Regions from separate parts of the Mus musculus genome. Here region 2 is linked to region 1. A link is a contact called in public Hi-C data. All regions are on one chromosome and are shown on one strand. Each heading gives the region's core, a stretch centred on a gene start, on an enhancer-like site or on the middle of the called end of the contact. The rest is flanking DNA. Distances are from core to core; before and after follow the strand shown. Region 1 has its middle 23 kb from the start of Tex15. Region 2 holds the start of Ppp2cb (protein phosphatase 2 (formerly 2A), catalytic subunit, beta isoform).

The links. A called contact is a pair of places that touch in the nucleus more often than the background predicts.
Region 2: a Hi-C map of cortical neurons shows a contact between it and region 1, with 1.9 times the contacts expected there. The contact joins the promoter of Ppp2cb here to the enhancer-like site in region 1. A contact is called at or near these places in 1 of 15 datasets of contacts at CTCF or cohesin (the NIH/3T3 cell line), 4 of 484 Hi-C or Micro-C datasets (cortical neurons, granulocytes, granulosa cells and 1 more), 2 of 115 datasets of contacts at active chromatin or transcription factors (both in embryonic stem cells) and 2 of 9 other capture datasets (adipose tissue and pancreatic islet).

What each region holds. Positions count from the first base shown.
Region 1 is chr8:33,545,266-33,549,720 of GRCm38.p6, forward strand. It overlaps a transcript of Tex15 not described here. Among named protein-coding and RNA genes, the nearest start is that of Tex15, 23 kb to the right of the region's middle. Within about 2 kb of position 2,371, at least 19 of the 459 cell types and tissues checked have an H3K27ac peak or open chromatin away from gene starts, as enhancers often do.
Region 2 is chr8:33,596,897-33,601,421 of GRCm38.p6, forward strand. Ppp2cb (protein phosphatase 2 (formerly 2A), catalytic subunit, beta isoform) reads left to right here and starts at 2,725. Exons shown (of 7, transcript NM_017374.3): 1 at 2,725-3,122. The coding sequence starts at 3,021.

The DNA of each region.
Region 1 (4,455 bases), core at 1,121-3,620:
GTTTAAAAATGCTTACATACAGCTATACAGCTATTAAAATAGCCAAAATTTAGACTACGGTTCATGTCAGATGCTGAGGAAGGAAGGTGCTAAGCAGCAGAACCACATTACCGTGATGGGGACACACAGTGCTGTTGCCGTTTTGAAACAGTTTAGTGGTTGAACCATATTCTCAACAAGCACTTTACCTTTACATGGGAAATACCAAGAAGGGTTAACAGAAGCCACCAGGTTGGTGTAATTGCTCATTAGTCACATTGTGGAGTCACCGGTTTAAGTTAAAAAGTAATCACTTGGGGCTGGTGAGATGGCTCAGTGGGTAAGAGCACCCGACTGCTCTTCTGAAGGTCCGGAGTTCAATTCCCAGCAACCACATGGTGGCTCACAACCATCTGTAACAAGATCTGATGCCCTCTTCTGGAGTGTCTGAAGACAGCTACAGTGTACTTACATATAATAAATAAATCTAAAAAAAAAAAAAAAAAAAGAGCACTGACTGTTCTTCCAGAGGTCCTGAGTTCAAATCCCAGTAACCACATGGTGGCTCACAACCACCTTTAATGGGATCCGATGCCCTCTTCTGGTGTGTCTGAAGACAGCTACAGTGTACTTATATGTAATAATCAATAAATAAATCTTAAAAAAAAAAAAAAAGTAATCACTTACGTTCTAGGACTATCTTATGCCTGTATGTGTTAACCATCAATAACTAACAGGTATGTGGAGAGAGGCGGGAATAGTGTTTTCCCTTACATCAAGTTGAGAGGTCCACTTTACAGCGATACAATGTAATTGCCAACTCTTGCCTTTGTTTGTTAATGAGATTTCCAAGCCATCAGCTATGCTATCTGTTGTCACTGCACAGCTGTGCAATGCCATTTTAAACACACACATAACTGTTGCCCTCTTCTTTCCCCTCAGTTTACTTGTCGTCTTGTTACACCAATACTAGAGAGTATGGTTTCATACATGGCACTCTGAAGCAGTGCAGGCTGGATATGAGCTGTGACCTGCAGTTCACATGGCAGTTTGGGGAAACAAAACTGGTTCGAAATGAATATCTGGAAAAACAGTTTGCTGCTAAGAGGTAAGTTGGTGTGACTGAAGATGCTTGAGGTTGTTTTTAACCGTGGAGTCATGTGAATTAACTTCCTTCTGTCGCTTGAAATTGCTAAGAAAGTAAGTGTAGATTATTTAAGGCAGGGCTAGGGAGATGGGTAAAGTACAGGTGAAGTGCCTGTAGTGCAAGCATGCAGAGCTGAATTAGATTTCCAGCACCGGGGAAGATTCAGGCACAGCAGAGGAGGTGGCAGTAAGGGATACAGGTGGATCCCTGGGGCCCATTGACAACCAGCCTAGCCAAATGGATGAACTTCAGGTTCATTGAGTGGAACTAACTCTAAAACAGCAGTTCTCAACCTGTGGGTCACAACCCCTTTAGGGACAGACAATCCTTTCACAGGGGTCACCCAAGATCATCAGAAAATACAGATATTTATGATTTATAACAGCAGCAAAATTACAGCTATGAAGTAATAGCAAAAGTATTCTTATGGTTGGGGTCACTACAACATGAGGAGTTGTACTAAAGGGTCTCAGCCTTAGAAAGGTTGAGAACCACTGCTCTAAAAAAAAAAAAAAACTAAGGTGGAGAGCAGTCGAGAAAGCTGTCTGATGGTCTGATATCAACCTCAGACATCCACAGATGTGCACACATGAATATATGTGTATACACTCATAGAGACACACAAATACATGAATATATGTGTATACACTCATAGAGACACACAAATATTGACTTAAAAATACAGATTTATTTTCCTCCCATAATCTCTTATAATACTTTTAAGTCATATTTGTTTCATGCAGTAAGATGGTCAGTGGGATTTGTGGTCAGGTGGCCCAGTGTCGATTCTTCGTTTCACATCTGTGTACATAGAGAAAACATCTTGTTGTGGAAGCTGTAATGATTTGGTGTGTCCCACAATAATGCCCCCCAACACCTTCCTGTCCCCAACACCTTCCCACCCCCATCCACAAATCTTCACTGATGAAAGTTCATTGCAATGACATAATGAGTCGTTGGTCTGCTTTGAGGCCTGTGGCATATGTGACACCATCAATATTGGCTCCTCACAGAGCCAATTACTTGGTTCTCATGTTGTTACCCTGCGTCATGGATATCCTGCAACTTCAGGCCAGGAGGACCACCAGCCCTTTTCATGCATCCCAACCATTCACTAATTATGTAGATTTGGGGGAGGGCCTACTCCAAGCCCTGGGTCTGGGCTTGGTTGGTAGCTGAGCTGCTGGTTGTCCTGGATCCTCCCCACTAGGGTGAGCTCTCCAGCACTGCTCCGGCTAGGGCTCCCAGTGCCCTCAGGTGGCAAGTTCAGCTCTCCCGCTGAGTCATTTATAAAGCATCAGTTTTGTGGTTCCTTATGCTTACAAAAGTGAAGTTGCAAAGAAATCATAAAGCAACACTTTTGTCTTGACCCAACTCTTGGTGTTTTGAGGAAGGATTTCACAAGCTCAGCCTGGCCTCCATCTTGCTGTTAATAGGAGGGGACCTTGAACTCCATCCTCTGCCTCCCAAGTGTTTTGTTTTTGTTTTTGTTTTTTAAGCTCGTGGACCATTGCAGTAGCTAGAGAGGAAATACAAAAGTTTGAAGGCAAGCTGTAATCCTCAGCCATTGCTGGGGGAAGAGAGAAGAACATTGCATTTGAGTTAGGAGTCTTAAAGTAGGCACCTTCAGCAACAGGTCAGGAAGCAGCTGCGCGGGGCAGAGCTGGGTGCTCTTGAGAAAAAGTGAGACTTTGAGAGTGTTGACTTTGGCCAGTTTGCCCAGAATGGATGTGAGGCGAAGGCGAAGCTAAGCTTCTGTGAGTTGGAACTCAGGAAAGTGGCAAACCCCACAGGGAGGTCTGGAACTCCTTGAAGAGTAGTTTGAACAAAGACTAACTTTATCACCCACTCTTCTTTCATGCGGTGTTTTGAGACAATTTTTTTTCTTACAGCCAGTTTTGTTTCTTGTTTAGCCGACTCTCGCCCCCCACCCCCAAAATTGGGCAGCTACTTAGTGGTGCACGACATTTTAAAGCATTTCTAATGGCAGACAATTGTGTAATTTTCTTAGGTACTTGTCCAGTTAAACAAAAACCTTTTCCCAAAGAACTTCACAGAACTTAGCACTGTGTGTTGGGGGGCGTGGGGGAGGAGTGTGTGTCCTGTACTATGGTGAGGATTTTTTATCTTTTCTGTATGTCCATAGTGTAAGATTGAGTGTGGCCACATAGTCAGTGCCTAAACTCATTTTTAAAATTCCATGATGCTGGGCAACAATCTAAAGCTTGAAGCCATGGGTGGAAAGGAAAAAATGAAAAGAGTGCTTAGCAGAAGAGAGTGACTGAGTGGGAGATGAAAGGAAATAAGTGACTCATTCCTGCCTTTCCTTTCAACCTCTCCTCTTAGAGAATAGTTTATAATCTGTAGTCTTAAGTAAAACAAGTGGCTCCAACAAGGTGCCAGTCCACATTCTTACCTGCTTCGAGTCTATGCTTTGCAGGTGTTAAATTAGCAAAAATATGAATGCTCTTAAGAACCTATGAGTTTGGACACTCTTTAGGTATTGTACCAAGCACAGCATTTCACACATAGAAGTGTGAATAAAATTAACCTTTTAAGTTTGTTATAATAAACAAGATGTGGAATGAGATGAAATAGCATATTATAATAAAGGTAGAAGTGCTCAAATCAAGAGTTGACCTAGGAGCCTTAGAAGTATTTTGTTTGAAAAAGTTTAGAAACTTGAGGTGGAATTGTGGATAAGAGAAAAGCTAAATTTAATTCTTCTTAAGTTTGCTCAAATATGTAGCAGCTGACCTCTTTTCTCTTTTTAAGTATTTGTAAATATGTTAAATCTTTAGGAAAGGATTATATCATTTTAAACACTGTACACACCTTGATACTGTGATTAAATCTTTTGTAAATGTCTAGTTTTACATTTTCCACCGTAGCTGTGTAGTCTGACTCATCCCAGGGCTAATCTCATCAACTTCATGATTAATTCCAAGAGTAGAATTATAACAGTTTCGGCAAATGCCAGTGAGAAGAATTGGCATAGTAGTATCTGAGGAATAGAAGCCAATATGAACAAGGAAATGCCTTTTTCCTGGTACAAAGCACACCTGGTATAATGAGGCTCCTGTTTGGATGATCCAGTGCTAAGGACATCAGGGCAAGATGGGATAAACCCAGGTCATCATGGTGATCTGTAGTTATCTAATAAATTTCTCCTGATATGAAAGACTGCCTGATAGCTGAGATCGAGCAAAATTACTCTTAAGACAGTAGATTGTCTTTACTTGAATTCAATTGAAACTGAATTTAGTACTGGAAAGGAGATATTCCCAAGTAAGTTATTGCAAAATAGACTGTAGTTGAGGAGTCAAGAA
Region 2 (4,525 bases), core at 1,475-3,974, 52 kb after region 1:
CCACACTGAGAAGGCTAGGCTGACTCCATAACAGGCTTCAAATCAGCAGATCAGGACTGGGCAAGTCCAGGTAAGTCCAGGCCCCAGATGCTGCCCCGCCACCTGGCCTGAGGCAAGGGCAATGAATGGTTCAGCAGCAGTTTCCAGACCTCCCCAGCAAGTTTCCAGCCCCCACACCCCAGACGGGAATGGCTCACTTTGTTGTCCCTGTATCTTGGTAATGGGAGACCCCAGCATGCTTGACTTCTGTAAAATAAAACACTCTGCATTTACATACTTGAGTCCTGGGTGTCATTCTTCGGTGGATCATGGACCCTTTACAACACCACATCCCACGCCTGTGTCCGTCCTCATCTGTCAGATGGAGGGAGTGTTCACTGTATGGCGCTGTTGGAGTGAGAAGAAAGATGCAAAGCACATAGACTGTACAAAGTACTCTAAAAAGGGTCTTGGTTTCCTAGATGCCATGTGCAAAGTCGTCCCAACATTGTGTGGCAAGAGGGGCACTTCAGCTCAAGTGAGGGCCGTCAGGACAGCAGAGGATGCTATGCTAATGACTTATACAGGGCCCAGTTTCCCCGGAACCTACTGATGCTCAGTTCTTGGGGATGCTTTCCCTTTCCTAACAGACTATAACTTCTTCCCTGACCTCTGAACATTCTTTTTCTACTCTCTACTCCTCGCACCTTGTAGCTCCACTATGGAACATGCCTGCTTTCTGAGGCCTTACCTCAAAAGGTGTGATTTCCTCTCTTCCTCTTCTTCATCTCCCTCTTGGTCAAAATTGCCAAGATCTGCAGCCCTGCCTGTTGTTCTCTTAAACTCTGACAAACGGGTCCTTGAGCTTCCTTCTATTTACCAAAGCTTTCGTTAATAAGACAGAGAACGCACTCAAGGGAATCCTGAGTTCCCCAGGCATAGCCACACTTCACAGAGAAGGCATTTAGATGTGGAGGGGCATGCTGCTAACCTCAGCAACTCACAAAGCTGAGGCAAGACACTGCAGGTACCAGTGCAGCTTGTGGCACACAGTGAAAACTGCCTCGGGGTGGCAAGTGTGGGGGACCAAATTCCTGCCTCCTCTATAGCACTACTTAGTAAAACACTTTAGTCTCTCTTACTTACTGCCGATATTCACTCATAACTTATAAAGTCAGCTCCCAACCCTTGCACTGTAGTAGTGTTGCTGTACCACTGGGCAGCTGCTTTTCCCACTCCATCGTTGAGAGAGGTGTGGTAGGTAGCAGTGCCTGTAATCCCAGAATTTGGAAAGTGGAGACAGGAGGATTAGGAGTTCAAGGTCATCCTCAACTCCAGAGCAGGGAGCCAGCCTGGAATAAAAGAAACCTTGTCTTAAAATAAACAAGGTCTGCAGAGATGGCTGGGGGGCAGCGTACTTTGCCTACAAGCCTGAGTGTGATGCCCAGAGCCCACCTAAAACTGGAGATCATCTACTTCACAAAGTCCATGTACTCACACAACTGACAAGATTTTGTGCTTACTTATTTCAACTAATGACAAATCTGCAGCTAGAGGCAGTTTGGGGATTGCTTCAAGCTGAGAAATTGACAAAACCAACTCAGGAACCATGACGCTGTTGAGCACTTGCGAACAGCAGAAGCAGCCGTACATGTTTCAGACCCAGGAAATAGGGTCTGTGAGCACAGCTTTAAAGGTCTCGGTATCTAGCCCCTGTTATATAAAGATCACTAATTACAGCCAAGGCATCATAGTAGTCACAACAAAGAATGATAAGATGGAATGGCCACAGAAAAATTTAAAAATCATTTCATGGTTTAAAGAGATTAGCTGAGGTTAGGATAAACACAGCTTGGTGGTAGTGGTGCACACCTTTAACCCCAGCAGTTGGGAGGCAGAGGCAAGTGGATCTCTGAGTTCGAAGTCAGCCTGGTCAACAGAATGAGTTCCAGGACAGCCAAGGCTACACTGAGAAACCCTGTGTTGAAAAAAACCAAGAGAAGAAGAAAGAAGAAAGAAGGAAGAGGAGGGGAAGGAGAGGGGGAGGGGGGGGGGGAGGAGGAGGAGGAGGAGGAGGAGGAGGAGGAGGAGGAGGAGGAGGAGGAGAAGAAGAAGAAGAAGAAGAAGAAGAAGAAGAAGAAGAAGAAGAAGAAGAAGAAGAAGAAGAAGAAGAAGAAGAAGAAGAAGAAGAAGAAGAAGAAGAAGAAGAAGAAGAAGAAGAAAGAAAGAAAGAATGAAGAATGTGTGCTACTCTTACAGATGCCCTAAATTTGGTTTCTAGCACCATATACCACCAACTCCAGCTCCTGGAGAGCCAATACTCTCTTCTGTCCTCCCAAGGCACCTGTACACACGTGACATAAACGTAAATACATCCTTTGTTAAAAGTTATCTTTCTGATATAGACAGAAAGGGTCTGAGATTCAAGGCTACGCAATGAATTACTGCTAAGAGTAGAAATTTACTCAATAAATATTTAGTGCATGCTCTAGGGTAGTGAAAGGTTGAGGGAAAAGCCCAACAGTCTCAATGCCCTGTGCGGAGAGAGGTCCAAGGCGAGAACCGGATTCCCCAAGGGCAGAGTGGGCAGGAGGACCGGGGGAAGGATGCAAGGGGACCGTTTCTCCGCCGGGCCGCGCGAGGGCGCTGCTCCCCTCCTCGTGCGCCGGGCCCGGCGGCGCCGCCCACTCGCCTTTTCCCGGCGGAAATGCCGGGGCGATGACGGAAACCCGGAGGGAGGGAAGAGAAAGAGCGAGAGGGCCGTGGCCAGAGCGCGGAGAGGCCTGCGGGTGGCAGCGGGCGGGCGGGCGCCGTCGGGCCGGAGCCGAGCCGAGCTGCGCCGCGCTCTGCGCTCCGAGCCGTAAGCCCTTCGCCGCGCCCCAGGCGCGTGGCCGGGGCCGGGCGGGGCGGGCGCTCCCGGAGGCCGGGGCCCGCGGCTGCCCGCTGGGCTTGGGCGGGGCGCGGGCTGCGCGCTCCGCGGCTCGGTGGTCCCGCCGGGGGCCGGCGGCGGGGGAGGCGGCGGGGACGCGCGGCTCGCCGCCATGGACGACAAGGCGTTCACCAAGGAGCTGGACCAGTGGGTGGAGCAGCTGAACGAGTGTAAGCAGCTGAACGAGAACCAAGTGCGGACGCTGTGCGAGAAGGTAGGCGGCCCGCCGCGGAGGCGCGCGCAGGGGTCGGGGGGGGAAACGGGCCCTGGCCCCCGGCTGGAGTAGGGGACGGGGTGCGGGACCCCACCCCACGCCCCGAAAACCAGGCTGCTGCAGTCCCCGGGCTCCACGGACAACTGCCCTGAAAGTCGTTAACACCGAGCGGTGGTTAGTGTGGCGTCGATCGCTCGCAGGTGATCCACGGAGTGCAAGGAGCTTTTGTTTGCACACTAGTGGGCGTGATGGCAGGCCGAGCCTTCTCCCAGCCTGGGTTTGGCGGAGGCAGATGACTGAAGGCTGGTCTGGGCGGCCGAGTGGCTATGGAGAGGGACGTCTTTTTCAGGAAGAAGACAGCAGGTGCTGAATTTGGAAACGGTGCTTACTGGCAACGTTAACTGGGATAGGTGCTATTTAGAACCGGCCACGTTACAGAAAGTTACTTCCTTTTTTTTTTTTTTAACCCTGTGTATCCCTCCCGACCCCACGCTATAGCTTGCAGGTAATGGATTAGGTAATCCCTTTTTGATCGTGTCTTCTCAGCTTTCAGACATGTGTGTGTATCTATTGGTTTATTAACCGCTAGGTTTTTGGGTTTTTTTTTTTTTTTTTTTTTTTTGCTTATATCATCTTATTTAGAGTCTTTTTTTTTTTCATTCCTCTTTTTTATTGTGGGCTAACTCGCTTCCCCATGTTCAAGAGCCCTGCGAGAGAGTAACGGAGCTAAGTATTCAAGTCAGAGTCTACATTTTTTTCCCCAGAAGTTAGGATCCTACCAAAGGATTTTGTTTATCCGTCTGATAACAGGCACTCCTTACTTGGGGTGGGGAGTGATAGATGGCTCTTGGTGCGCTTTTCAAGTTGACCAGGGCCTTTGTGGGTTGAATAAGTACTTAGCACAGGAGAGTTTCTTTCTTCTAGTAGAGCCGTGAAGAAAAGGGTGTTTCCCTCAGAAACTGTTTGTGTATCGTCTCAGTTAGCTTTTATTTATCTTGTGTGATAACCTGTAATTTCGTTAAGTCTTAAAGGTAACCTTTTAGGTGATCTCTCTCAAGCTGGAGCACCACTGGGCTGTCCAGTTTGGAAATTGAGTCAGTCAACCTTATTGTAGTTGTGACATCCAACCTATAAACCAAGAGGTGGCGAATCCGGCTAGGTGTTTCCATTTGACTTTCTGATAATTTTAGGATCCACTCTTACAGAAGGTTGTACCATGGCTTTGAAGTATCACACTGAAGTCTTAAACTCTTAGGAAGGTTTGTGAGTCTTTTAAAGTTTTTTTTTTTTTAAACTCCACTTCTAAGTAAACTGGATTACCAGTTATCCCGTGTTTTTGAGCTTACATCCTAGGCTGTGGGTCTCTTTTCTTTGCTTATCTCCACAAATTCAGTGTCACCCAC